4 separate regions of the Mus musculus genome follow, and all the other regions are linked to region 2. A link is a contact called in public HiChIP or PLAC-seq data. All regions are on one chromosome and are shown on one strand. Each heading gives the region's core, a stretch centred on a gene start, on an enhancer-like site or on the middle of the called end of the contact. The rest is flanking DNA. Distances are from core to core; before and after follow the strand shown.

Region 1 (2,880 bases), core at 284-2,783, 190 kb after region 2:
GCCGAGGAAACCCCACACTTCCTTGGAGTTGAATAACACCTCACAAGTTTATTGCACCAAAGCTGTGTATCAGCACATGGATATCTTTGTTGTTGTTGTTTGGTTTTTTTGAGGGTTTCTCTGTGTAGCCCTGGCTGTCCTGGAACTCACTCTGTAGACCAGGCTGGCCTCGAACTCGGAAATCTGCCTGCCTCTGCCTCCCAAGTGCTGGGATTAAAGGCGTGCGCCACCACTGCCCAGCAGTACACGGATTCCAAACAGAAGACTTGGTCCACATTCACCTGTCCCCTGTTGATAATTTAGTTTCCTTGCATAGTTTCCATTCCCCCTCTTCTGGTAACAGCATTCTGATTTACTTGTTTTGTTTTGTTTTTTGAGACAGGATTTCTCTGTATAGCCCTGGCTGTCCTGGAACTCACTCTGTAGACCAGGCTGGCTTCGAACTCAGAAATCCACCTGCCTCTGCTTCCCAAGTGCTGAGACTAAAGGTGTGTGCCACCACTGCCTGGCAGAGGACATTTAAATCTTAGGGTGACTAAGGTGCAACAACAACAGTCTATGCCTCAGAAAATAGTAACAGGCGTCAATCACTGCAGACCAAGAGAGTAACGACAGAAACAGATAGGCTATCAAGAAGCCTGGTGGGCAGGAAAGAGTGAAAGTGGAGCAAGAGCCACAGACAAGAGAGAAGGCTGCTTCTGAAGTCTACTTTTCAGACTGCTCTTATTCCCTGGAGGGGGTGCACCGTTCCTGGAGGTACTGCAATGCCAGGTCAATGCGTGGAGGGGATGGAGCAAGCTCCAATTTACTTTAAAAAAAAATTATTAAAAAAATTTATCTTTGTTACTTTTTAATTGTGTGTGTGTGTGCATGTGTGCATGTGCACTTGAGGGCAGGTACCCATGAGAGGCCAGAAGCATCAGATAGGCCTAGAGCTTCGGGTGCAGGGCGTTGTGAGGGGCTGGGTGCAGTTCTGGAAACTGTACTCGGGTCCTCTTGCAGAGCAGTTTGTGATCTCTCCGGTCAGTCCCTGGCATCCCACTTTTACCTGGGCAACTATTACTCTCAACACTTCCTGCTCCCGTGCTTAAGGTGGGGTGAACTCTCTGGCATGAGAGTCACACGTGAGCCATGCCCATCCCAGCAGAGCTGCATCTCGCCTATGGACAGAGCTATTGAGCATTGTCTTAGTTAGGGTTTCCGATGCTGTGAAGAGACACGGTGACCAGGGCAACTTTTATAAAGGACAACATTTCATTGGGGCCAGTTCACACTTTCAGAGGTTTGCTCCATTATCATCATCATGCCAGGAAGCAGGGCATGGTACTGGAAGAGCTGAGAGTTCTACATCTTGATCCAAAGGCAGCCAGAAAGCTCAGTCTGGCCAGACTTGAGCATATATAGGAGACCTCAAAGTTCACCCCCTCTGTGACACACCCCCTCCATCAAGGCCATACTTACTCCAACAATGACACACATCACCTAATAAAGTCACTCCCTGTGAGTCAAGCATTCAAACACATGAGTCTATGAGAGTCAAACCTATTCAAACCACAAGCATCTTAGCGGAGTTGAGCATCTGCCGAGCTGCAGAGCGCCCTGTGCACCATGCTGAGATGCAGAGAGTTTACCTACACGTGGAGCTGTATAGCGCCTTATTCATAGTGCAAAACTGCAAAGCACTTTCTGCAGGGTGCTCAGCTGCAGGGAGCCTTCCAGATGGTGCAGAGGGCATTGTGCTCAATACTGGGCTTCAGAACGCCTTGGGAACTGGGCGGAGCTGTACAGTGGCTGGTTTGGAGATGTCTGTGATTCCCATGCCAAACCCTGTGGTCCAATCAGAGCTAGTCGTGGATATTTGGACAGCTAGGAAGGCATTCACCAGGGCTTGAAGGTAGGAGAGTGTCAGCCTGGAGTTGCTGACAGCTGTGTTGCTACCGCTGAGTCTAGGAGAGGGGAGATGGCTCAAGTCAAAGCACTACTCACGCCAGGCCACCTGAGCTTGACCCCCAGTGGAGGTCACTGCAGATTTGAGGCTGGCCTGGTCTGGCCAAACCCTGTCTAAAATAAACAGGAAAGCAAGCCACCATCAACAAGAAATCATTTGGAGCTGGGAAGATGGCTCAGTTGGTAAAGTGCTTGCAAGCTCAAGGCCCTGACTTAAGTCTCTAGCATCCATGTAACAGCTGGGTAAGGCAGGACCAACTGTGCCTCCAGCACTGAGGTAAGGACATACAGATCCTGGAGCTCAGTGGTTCAGCTAGACTGGCTGACCAGTGAACTCCAGGTTCAGGGGGAAAGAAATACTGTCTGAGAGCCAAGGCAGAGGGCTGGTGAGGTGGCTGAGGCAGAGGGCTGGTGAGGTGGCTGAGGCAGAGGGCTGGTGAGGTGGCTGAGGCAGAGGGCTGGTGAGGTGGCTGAGGCAGAGGGCTGGTGAGGTGGCCAAGGAGGCAGAGCCACCTGCTGCCAAGCCTGACGGCTGGAGTTTGATTCCCAGAACCCACGTGAAGGAGAGAGCCAACTCCACAGAGCTATCCCCTGACCTCCACATGCACTCCGTAGCACACGCGGCTTCCCCATAATAAAAAATGGAAACTAATTAAATAAAATGAGGTGGAAAGTGATTGAGGAAGACAACTGACATCAACCACTTGTCTGTCTCCATGTGCACATATGTACATGTGTGTACATGAACTCATACATACCACACATACAAAACAAATAAAAATAATAAAAACTTATACCTAATTATTGGTGATGTGTGCATGTATGTGTATAAATATGGATACAGAGGTCAGAAGACAACAACGGGGAATGAGTTCTCTCCTTCCACCATGTGGGTTCTGAGGATCAAACTTGGGCTGTCAGATCAAAGCAAGT
Region 2 (2,947 bases), core at 358-2,857:
TAGTGTGAGCACATGATGTATCTGTGTATATATGTGTGCACAGGTGTATTTGCCCCATTCCTCTCTCCATTCTTCTCTTAGAAGCAATCATTCCAATATAGTTGCTGCCTCTGGCTTATGTGTTCATATCAGGTGTGTGCTATGTTTGCATGTATTTTCATTTATATGAATAATACTGTATTATATATCTTTCTGTCTTCCTGTTACTCACCCCTCAATATGCTTTCTAGACTTTTCCACATTGCCACCTGCACATTTCATATATCAGCTCCACTGATGAATAGCATACTGTAGAATGTACTCACGACAAATTGTCATCTGTTTCCCTAGTCATGGGTACACGTGTGCAACCTCCAACTTCTCTCCCCAAACCAGTAGGAGCCAGCTGAGTGACCCATATCTGACTCACATGGAAATCTCTCTCTTTTTTAATTAAAAATTTTTCTATCTTATCATCATTATCCTGTATATGTGCATGTCAGTGCATGCATGCAGATGTGCATGTGTGTGCATGTGCATTCAGCAGGCATGCCAATAGTGCGTGTGTGTGAGGGGGTTTCAGTTCACGCTCTCCTTCTACATGGTTGAGGCAGGGTCCATACTCAGGAAGCTACAAGTGAAGGCTTCTCCTGAATAGGCCCTTTTGCTCTCAGTCCCCTAGACTGAGGCAAGGGGCTTAGGTACAGCAATGGCTCATATTGTCTTGAAGACAGTGGAGAAACATGCTCGCCTTACACTGCTGCACACTCTATGTGCACAGGCAATATGGGGTCGTATCCCCTGAGCAGCATCTCCAAGTAGTTTTGCCAGAGTGTGGAGACCTGGTCCTGAGTCACCCCATGTTTGTCCCTGGGTGAATGTTTTGTGACAGAAACAAATAAGGGTGGTTTCCACCCAAGGACACCAATGGCTTGGCTACAGCCATCTAGGTGCGCTTTTAAAACTGGTCAGGATGAGGTCCAGCAAAAATTCTGCTGACTGTGCAGACAGACACACTTAAGCCCTCTTAAAGTGACTGTGTATGGAGGAGATGAAATACCTAACTATAAAGAAAACTTTCTAACTTGTTTGGCTTTCCAAGACAGAGTTTCACTGTGCAATAACTCTGGCTGTCCTGGAACTTGCTCTGTAGGCCAGGCTTGCCAGGAACTCAGGGATCTACCTGCCTCTGCCTCCCAAGAGCTGGGATGAAAGGCGTGTGCCACTATTGCCGGGCAAAAGTTGTTTTTGGTATATTTTTGCTAGTTTATTTTAGCTTTGTGAGGTAAGAGTTTACTATGTAGCCCATGTATGTAAGCACTATATAAGTGTGATCTGGCCTTCCTGTGGCTGTGGCCTAGCTTTTGTCCCCTCCTGGCCTGGCCCTGAGTTTGGGCAGATCACAGCAGCTTATGACTCCAGCCCCAGCTCACCACCTCCTTCTGGACAACATGGCCCCTGCACTCACACTGAGAAGTCCCACTGAGAGTCTCTCTAAAGCCAACATGCTGGAGAACTGAATAACACCAGCGAGAACACCTGACCTCCCTGCAGTTCCCTGAGCAACTCAGCATGCACAGATGAGTGGCCAACCGCACCAGCGCACCAGCCGTTCCCCTCCCCTTGGGTCAAGCTCTTGGATAAGAAAGTTTTGTGCTGTTGCCTTGGCAACAGCCAGGGACTCCTAGCTCCACATACCAGGCTTCTGAAATCTTAATGAGTCAGCTCTGCTTCCTCCTCTAGTTCCTTACCACAGACATAGCCCAGTTTCAGCCTCGAACCAGGAAGGGCCCACAGTATCACCCACTCCCCAGAGTGATTCATTTGGTTGTTTTAACAGCTTGCTTGAAACACAAGCAACCTCCCAAAACTATGTTTAAAGCCCACACTAGAGATCATAATTCTTTTTTTTTAAAGATTTATTTATTTATTATATATATGTATACTGTAGCTGTCTTCAGACACATCAGAAGAGGGCATCAGATCCCATTACAGGTGGTTGTGAGCCACCATGTGGTTGCTGGGATTTGAACTCAGGACCTCTGGAAGAGCAGTCAGTGCTCTAAACCGCTGAGCCATCTCTCCAGCTCTGAGATCTTAATTCTTAAGATGTGTCATTCTAGTAACCAATCACTTGATTCCCACATCCTCTGAGAAAGCCCCCAAGGTTGACCGGTGGTCCTAGAGTGTATAGGAAGGCAGGCTGAGTAAGGCATAAAAAGGAAATCAGCAAGCAGCACTCTTCATGGCCTCTGCCTTCAGTCCCTCCCTGAGTTTCCTGAGTGATGGACTACATAAATACTACAGCTGTAAGATGAAATAAGCCCTTTCTCCCAATTTGCTTTTGGTCGTGGTGTTTATCGTAGTGATAGAAACACTAATTAAGGCACTGTCTTTAGATTATTTCTATTTTTGCAGGAAGAAAAAGCATGCTGTGATCTCCTAGCTTCAGTGTGTGAGTGAGCTCAGATGGTTTGGACACTGATCCCAGCCCCAGGTAATCACCATTTTGAAAACATTAGTGTCTATTCTTTGATGTCTTATCTCCTCTTTAATATAACACTTTATAATCCCCGAGACACCATAACATCCATTGTCACAGGATGTCGGGCTGAGTAGGTGGAAAGCCCTGCAAAGAATGGAAGAAGCCAGACATGAAAGCTGAGGACACAGATAAAAGGTGCAGAGAAACGCACACACAGCTGGCCACTGCTCAGTCAAGTTAGCTTAGCCCACACTTGACTGAGGTGGCACAGGGGTGACGAGAATGCCATACGGGAAGACGAGGTGCTACTGGGCGAACGAGTCTCTGGAGAAGTCACCAGGAGTTCTCCTTTATCTCACAGAACTCGTGGGAGATCTAAGGATGATCCACCCTGCCCTCTACCTAAAGAGTGGTCATTGAAAACGTATGTCTGTTTCCAAGCATGTGTAATATATATACATATGCACAATAATTAAGCAAATG
Region 3 (3,285 bases), core at 735-3,234, 250 kb before region 2:
ACCTCGTGGGCTGCATAGGGGAAGGAGGTGGCGAAGAAAGAGAGTCTGCCATTGCTTTGAGTTTGGCTAGCATGGAGTCAGCCACACTGCAGAGAAAGAGCCAAGGGTAGGGAAGGGGACTTAGAGAAAGAGTGAAGTTAAATGCTTATGGACAGCAAACTTAGGAAAGAGAGAAAGTTCACTTTCCCGAGCTTCAGGAAATCCAGCCAACTTACCAAGTCAGCTGTGTGGCTGCAGCTCAGCAAATGCACACAGAGGCAGGAATTGTGGGAAACAGAAGTGTGTTATCTCGGGGCCAGAGAGATGGGTCAGTAGTTAAAAGCCCTGGCTGTTCTTCTATAGGACTAGAGTTTGGCTCCCGTCACCCAGGTCGGGTAGCTCATAAGAGCTATAAACAACAGCTCCAGGGCATCTGGCGCCCTCTCCTGGCCTCTTCAGGTACAGCATGCACACACACACACACACACACACACACACACACACAAATAATAGGAGTGAAAACTGTAAACAGTACATTATCTCATTGAAGGATAATTAATTGTTCTTCCTATCTCTTTAGTGTGGCCAGGGTAAATCCACACTCCTAAAGGGTAGCCCCATCTTCCAGAGGGGTGGCCCTTTAGCCAATGACTAATCTGTTGAAGTAAATGTAAAAAAAAACGAGTAAAAAACCCAGTAAAAAAAAAAAAAAAGTAAAAAACCCAGGCCAGAGCTTTCATTGTCTTGACCATAAGGGAAAAGAATTCCTTTAATGCAGAGGTTCTCAAACCTCCCATGCTGCGACCCTTTAATGCAGTTCCTCATGTTGTGGTGACCTCCAACAGTAAAATTATTTCATTGCTACTTCATAACTGTCATTTTGTTACTATTATGAATCGTAATGTGAATATCTGTGCTTCCCAATGGTCTTAGGTGACCTCTCTCAAAGGGGTCATGACCCACCGGCTGAAAAACACTGCTTTAATGTGTCTTCAGTGTTGTGGTAAATATTATTTGGGGGCTCCTACCCCGTCTTAGATCATTTAGTTCCCAAATAAAAGACACAAACCTTTATATTTATAATAAGCCTTAAAGCACCAGAGCTGGGCAGACGTCAGCTCTCTGTGCTATTATTTTGGCTGCTTTTCTGTCAATAACCCTGAGATATCGCTCGTCATGTTCCTCCTGGGCCGCTCCTACTCCAACTGTCCCGGCCCTCATGTCCACGTGCTCATGACCCGCCTACCTATCCCACGATGACTTCCTTCTTCTCCAGTGTCCTTTTCTCTCTCTCCTCATGGTCTCTCCCTGAGACTCTAAGCCTGGGACCCTTCAGCCCTGCCTACCTCTTTTCCGCCCAGCTATAAGCTGTAGGCATCTTTATTAACCAATCATGGATAACTTGGGGGGGGGCAAGGTTTACACAACAAAAGCTGGTATACATGAAGATCTGCTTGTCTTGGAGCAACCTGATCTTGGGGTACAGAATTTAGCATTTGAATGAAGGCAGCATGAGACCAACCCATGACACTTCTTTTTTAAAGATTTATTTACTTATTTATTATATGTTAGTATACTGTAGCTGTCTTCAGACACTCCAGAAGAGGGAGTCAGATCTCCTTACGGATGGTTGTGAGCCACCATGTGGTTGCTGGGATTTGAACTAAGGACTTTCAGAAGATCACGCTGAGCCATCTCACCAGCCCCCTCCCCCCGTGACACTTTTTTATGATTATAATACAAGCCGATGGGTGTCAAGGCCTTCGTGAGCCTTCCTGAGATGAAAGCTTTCATACCTGACACAGCACCAATGTTTTGGGTTTCAATAACCTCTGACTGGTATCCAAGCCCCAGAGACAGTCCTGCCTCTCACCTTCGCCCTTCTCAAGGGCTAAACTAGCTGTCCTTAGCAACTCCTGGTGGACCTTACTACTCCCGATGCCCATGAGGAGGCTGCGGGCACAGACCAGCCTGGTGAGTCAGTGCTTCCGGGCACTGAGCTTGCCAACACCTAGTCGGCGACAGGCCATGAGTCACAAATTATAGGCCTTCCACATGAGCAGGCGGTGCCAGCCTGTGAGGCGGCAACGCTGGCAGGGAACTCCGGAGCTTTAGGCTTGGGGCCATGGGAAAAGAATGGTCCAGACAGGCCTGCACACTGTAGGGCCCTCTTATGGCTTCTCTCCCACCAGCCGCCAGGCTGTAGTGCCAACGCCTAGGCTTGGACATGCTCTGACACAGGACTTCCTCGGCCTCAGACCAGAAGGAAACTGGCTTTACTGGGAGCCTAGTGAAATTTCAAAGCCAGAGTCTTCCCACTTCAGCTAAGGAGATTGCAGTGACAGAATGCTTTGTGCTGCAGTGGGTGGCCTCTTGGGGTGCTGCTTCTTTGCCCCCCAAGATATTCCAGGACGTGGAACTGCCTTGTTTAAGAGCACGAGGTCAGAGGCCAATGTACCACCTCTGAGGCCAAACAGACATGGTACCACAGGCCTTCTGAGCTCTCGCATATGCTTAGCCAAGGCATCAAGGGCTTCTAGAATGTTCAGAGAACTCTCACACTGATAAAACGAAGCCAACTGCATTCTACCCCCAACAAAGTTCCTTTAAGCTCAGGACCACAGCTTCATAACAGCAAATTTACACACTCCCTAAATGTGATGTCACATCAGGTTCTTCTTTTTGTTAGAAATGTTTGATTGTGTGGCTGAAGTGGATGCGGAGAGGCACACTCAGGAAGGAATGAGGGCCAGAGCTCAGCTTGGGCAGAGGACCAGGGAGACTGTGTGTCTCCTTGGGATGCCTCCTCCTGACCCCGGCAAGGCCTGCACTGCTGCACAGAGGGCCTCTCACCCAGGGTTCTGCTAGTGATGATTTGTTTACACTCTGGGCTGGGAGCCTTAGCAACCGCAGGGAACAGCCAAACACAGACTAATGAGCATGCCTCAGGTACAACCAAGCAGGACTAATGAGAGCCCGGCCCTGTACCTCCGCAGCGGAACGCTCAATGCCATGTCTTAGAAACCAATAGAGAGATATGAACATAATGATCACAGGGTCACCACTGAGCCGCAGCTGACCCGGGGCTTCCGTGCCAGGATGCTCAGTTCACATTATCCCAGAGCAACCCAACCGCTCTCCCGGTTGGCACAGTGCCTGGCATCGGGAAGATCCTCGGGAAACACAGGACTAAATGCACTGAGGTCGGTGCACCCAGGAAACCAGAAAGCCACTCTCCCAGTCAAAGTATCTGACACCTTCTCCCTCCCCCTCCCCTCCCCTCCACTTCCCTTCCCCTTTTTGATT
Region 4 (3,327 bases), core at 204-2,703, 160 kb after region 2:
CCTCTCTCTCTCCCCCCTCACTATGTAGACCAGGCTAGCCTAATACTCACCTGCTTCTACCTACAGAGCGCTGGGATGAAAGGTCTAGACTAACACTACCTTTCTGTGGCACTGCCCTAGTCTTGACCCCGCCCCTGTAAGAGCTAAGGGTCTGGGCCTATTGCTGAACAAGAAGATCTTAGGTCTCAAAGATTAATCTGTAAACATAGAGAAGGCTATGAGGAAACTCAAGAATGGGGCACTTCTGACACCAAGGCAGGCTGTCAGCAAATGGACTAGAGAAAGCACTCCTGCAGCTTTGATTTTTTTTTTTAGAGAGAGAGAGAGAGAGAGAGAGAGAGAGAGAGAGAGAGAGAAAGAGAGAGAGAGGGAGTTTCTCAATGTTGCTCTGATTATCCTGGGACTTGCCCTGTAGACCAGACTGGCCTAAAACTCAGAGATCAACCTGCCTCTGCTTCCCGAAAGCTGGAATAAAAGGCGAGCGCCACCACCCTGGTCAAAAATAACACATTTTTAAACAGAGTTAGCCCCTAGGCCCCGGGCATCTCCAGGTTCCTGTTTTAGGAAGATAACATTGGGGGTCACCCCCTATCACCTAGCATAGTGTCACTTGGGACAAAGATGTTTTGCTTCGAAACTACAGTCCAGCCACTCAGTAGTTTGGACTCTCTGTGCCTCAGTTTCCTTATCTCTAAAGGAAGGTAAGTTATCACAGAGAGTTCTCCGCAAGTACCAGCCTTTTGTCAGTAACTTCACACAGAAGGAAGAAAACCCTTGGGAATTGCTGTTCGTTTGAGAAGCTGGGCGTGGTGGGCTGGCCTTCCCGGAGCAGAGGGGGCGGGGCGTCCAGACAACCTCCCATCCCCACCCCCACCCCCCCAACCCGGTGCTCTCCGACGCAGAGCTTCCTTGCTGCTGGCGGGAGCTGAGTCACCATGTAGGCTCGCCTGGTATCCTCGTCACTGGACTTCGTAGACCTGAAAGTCCCGAATCTACCCTCCAGGCTAATCCACTTTGCTCTAGGTGCCTCCAGGAATTCTGGAAATGCTCCGAGGGGCCCACGGGTTTGGGGTGTGGAGGAAGCAGAAAGCCTCATTCTCCTCTGTCTAGAGAGAATTCCAGGAAGCCCTTGGGAATCTCCCTGGCACCGCTGGGCACCGAGCCTATCTCTGCACCTCTTATCTCAGCTTCCCTCGGGGGCAAGCTCTGTCTCTACCGAACCCCCTTGAAATGCACCTGCCTCAGAGTTGGAAGTGCTGCTCCAGGCTTAGAGAAGGACGCCAGAAGAAAGGATGCTAGGAACAGATGAATATCAGAGCCTTCATGGGGAGGCCGGCGGCTAGGGCTCCCACTGGCCCCGCCTGTCCTCTCCCAGCCCCCAGGACTCCAGGGGAAGTGGTGGATGGGGGAGGGGAACCAGGCTGACAGATTCTGTAAACAGAGCCGGTTTGGGCCTCAGCCAAGGACTGGGTGTCCTGGCCCAGCCTGGGTGTGAGGCCCATCCGTGGCTCTCCAGGACACCCCGCCCTGCCCAGCTGCCCGGGGGTGCCAGGCCCACAGCCAGCTCCAGCCAGGATGTGTCTGAGTTTTGGGAAATAGCCAGTTCCCTTCTGGGGAATGGGATTGAGCACCGCGGGAGGTGAGATGGGAGGGGCTTCTCCATAAGAAACGTCATTCATCTGTCATTTACAGAGTAAAAAGTTCAGGGATCCAGGCAGCTTAGGTTCTTCGTTTTTCCCAGACGCCAGTGCTGGGTTGTCGCCACACCCCCGTCCCCACCTTCAGTCTCCTGTTTCTTTCCTCTGTTCGAGGTAGAGTCCTAGCTAGAGAAGCTGACCAATGGGTCACCAGTTCTGAGAGAGCTCTTCAAGAAGCGGTCCCACTCCCTGTAGGTTCTTGCCAAATGTGGTCTGCGGTGCCCATGACCTCAGAGAGGCAACTCAGATGGGAGAGGAAGCCCTGGAGAGGGATGTTGGGGGAAAGGAAAGCTTTTGGGGTGACTCAAGCTACAGTGTGAGAAGGGGGGAGTCCCTGGTGGTTATTTAAAGATCTCAGTACCCCCAGCAGGTGGAGGCCGCAGTGGGCAGGACAACTTATATCCTCAAATGAGGACAGGAGTGTCTGTCCACCACCCACCCACGCCCACCCTACCCTCAGGGGGAGGAGAAGGGAGGGTGACCAAAGTCTCCAGGGGTAACCCCAGGACTTTACAGTGAGGATGACTGCTAGGGGATTCTACAGATAAATGATCTATAGCTGGGGATGTACCTCAGTTGTTAGGACACTTAAGGCAGGAGAACCTGGGTTCAATTCCAGCAGTGCATAAAATGGGCACAGTGACTCAAGCCAGCAATCTCAACATCTGGGAGGCAGAGGCTCAGGGTCAGAAGTTCAAACCTATTACTGAGCTATATCCTACTATGTGGGGAGTTTGAGGCCAGCACTAGCTATTGATTCTGTCTCAAAAACAAAACTAGTCAGAGAATGATATGGGAGGCAGGGGCAAATAAATCTCTGTGAGTTCAAGGACAGCCTGGACTACATAGAGGGTTTCAGTCCAGCCAGGGAAACCCAGTGAGAGTATCTTAAAATAAATAAATGAATAAAATTAAAACAAAACTAATGACCCACACCAACAGGCCATTTACTACTGACTTTCTCAGAGTCTTTAACCTCTTTGTCCTCTAGGAGAGAATTGAATGTAGAAGACCCTTTTTCGAGTTTGTTTTTGTTACCTTAAGACAACCTGCACTTTTGTGGGAAAAGGGATTCTCAATTGAGGAATAGCCTCCATCAGAATGGCCTATGGACATGCCTGTGGAGCATTTTCATGATTACTAATTAATGTGGAAGGGCCCAGCCCACTGTGGGCGGTGTCATCCCTATGCAGGTGGGCCTATGTTTTATATAAGAAAAGTAGCTGAGCGAGCCAGGTGGGAAGCAACTACTAAGCAGCAGACCTCGATGATCTCTGCTTCTGTTGCTTTCTCCAAGTTCCTATCTTGGTTTTCTTTGATGGTGGACTGTAAAATGTAAGATGAAATAATCTCTTTGCTGGACAAGTTGTTTTGGGTTGATATTTTGTCACAGCCTCAGAAAAGCACAAAATAGCCTCCTCTCTCCATCCCACCCCCAATCCCCAATCCCTTAGAACTTGTTTGAGTCCCGATTTGTAAACGTGCCTTACTTGCTGGCTCTGGCCCAGATGGAATGAGTGAGTCTATACTCACAGGCACTGAGAAAGCCAGACTCAACGGCTACCTCCTCCAAGGTGTGTCAGCCTGGGCAAAGCCGGGACAAAGAATAGAATGCTAAGAATGAGACTGG

Evidence for each region. HiChIP or PLAC-seq counts read pairs in DNA pulled down with a chosen protein or histone mark.
Region 1: a FOXA1 HiChIP or PLAC-seq map of pancreatic cancer cells shows a contact between it and region 2. The contact joins two enhancer-like sites.
Region 3: a FOXA1 HiChIP or PLAC-seq map of pancreatic cancer cells shows a contact between it and region 2. The contact joins two enhancer-like sites. A contact is called at or near these places in 1 of 15 datasets of contacts at CTCF or cohesin (pro-B cells), 13 of 484 Hi-C or Micro-C datasets (the AML12 cell line, B cells, CD4 T cells and 10 more) and 10 of 115 datasets of contacts at active chromatin or transcription factors (CD8 T cells, the NIH/3T3 cell line, double positive thymocytes and 6 more).
Region 4: a FOXA1 HiChIP or PLAC-seq map of pancreatic cancer cells shows a contact between it and region 2. The contact joins two enhancer-like sites. A contact is called at or near these places in 3 of 115 datasets of contacts at active chromatin or transcription factors (extraembryonic endoderm stem cells, microglia and pancreatic cancer cells).

What each region holds. Positions count from the first base shown.
Region 1 is chr11:51,891,619-51,894,498 of GRCm38.p6, reverse strand. No RefSeq gene overlaps it. Among named protein-coding and RNA genes, the nearest start is that of Gm46281, 4.0 kb to the right of the region's middle. Within about 2 kb of position 1,533, at least 12 of the 459 cell types and tissues checked have an H3K27ac peak or open chromatin away from gene starts, as enhancers often do. A contact at or near this core is called in pancreatic cancer cells, where this site is marked.
Region 2 is chr11:52,078,876-52,081,822 of GRCm38.p6, reverse strand. All of the region lies in intron 13 of Cdkl3 (cyclin-dependent kinase-like 3), which reads right to left. Among named protein-coding and RNA genes, the nearest start is that of Ppp2ca, 18 kb to the left of the region's middle. Within about 2 kb of position 1,607, at least 179 of the 459 cell types and tissues checked have an H3K27ac peak or open chromatin away from gene starts, as enhancers often do. A contact at or near this core is called in the AML12 cell line, the NIH/3T3 cell line, cerebral cortex and 3 more, where this site is marked.
Region 3 is chr11:52,332,585-52,335,869 of GRCm38.p6, reverse strand. No RefSeq gene overlaps it. Among named protein-coding and RNA genes, the nearest start is that of Gm51894, 24 kb to the left of the region's middle. Within about 2 kb of position 1,984, at least 145 of the 459 cell types and tissues checked have an H3K27ac peak or open chromatin away from gene starts, as enhancers often do. A contact at or near this core is called in the AML12 cell line, the NIH/3T3 cell line, cerebral cortex and 3 more, where this site is marked.
Region 4 is chr11:51,914,352-51,917,678 of GRCm38.p6, reverse strand. No RefSeq gene overlaps it. Among named protein-coding and RNA genes, the nearest start is that of Gm39822, 19 kb to the right of the region's middle. Within about 2 kb of position 1,453, at least 316 of the 459 cell types and tissues checked have an H3K27ac peak or open chromatin away from gene starts, as enhancers often do. A contact at or near this core is called in pancreatic cancer cells, where this site is marked.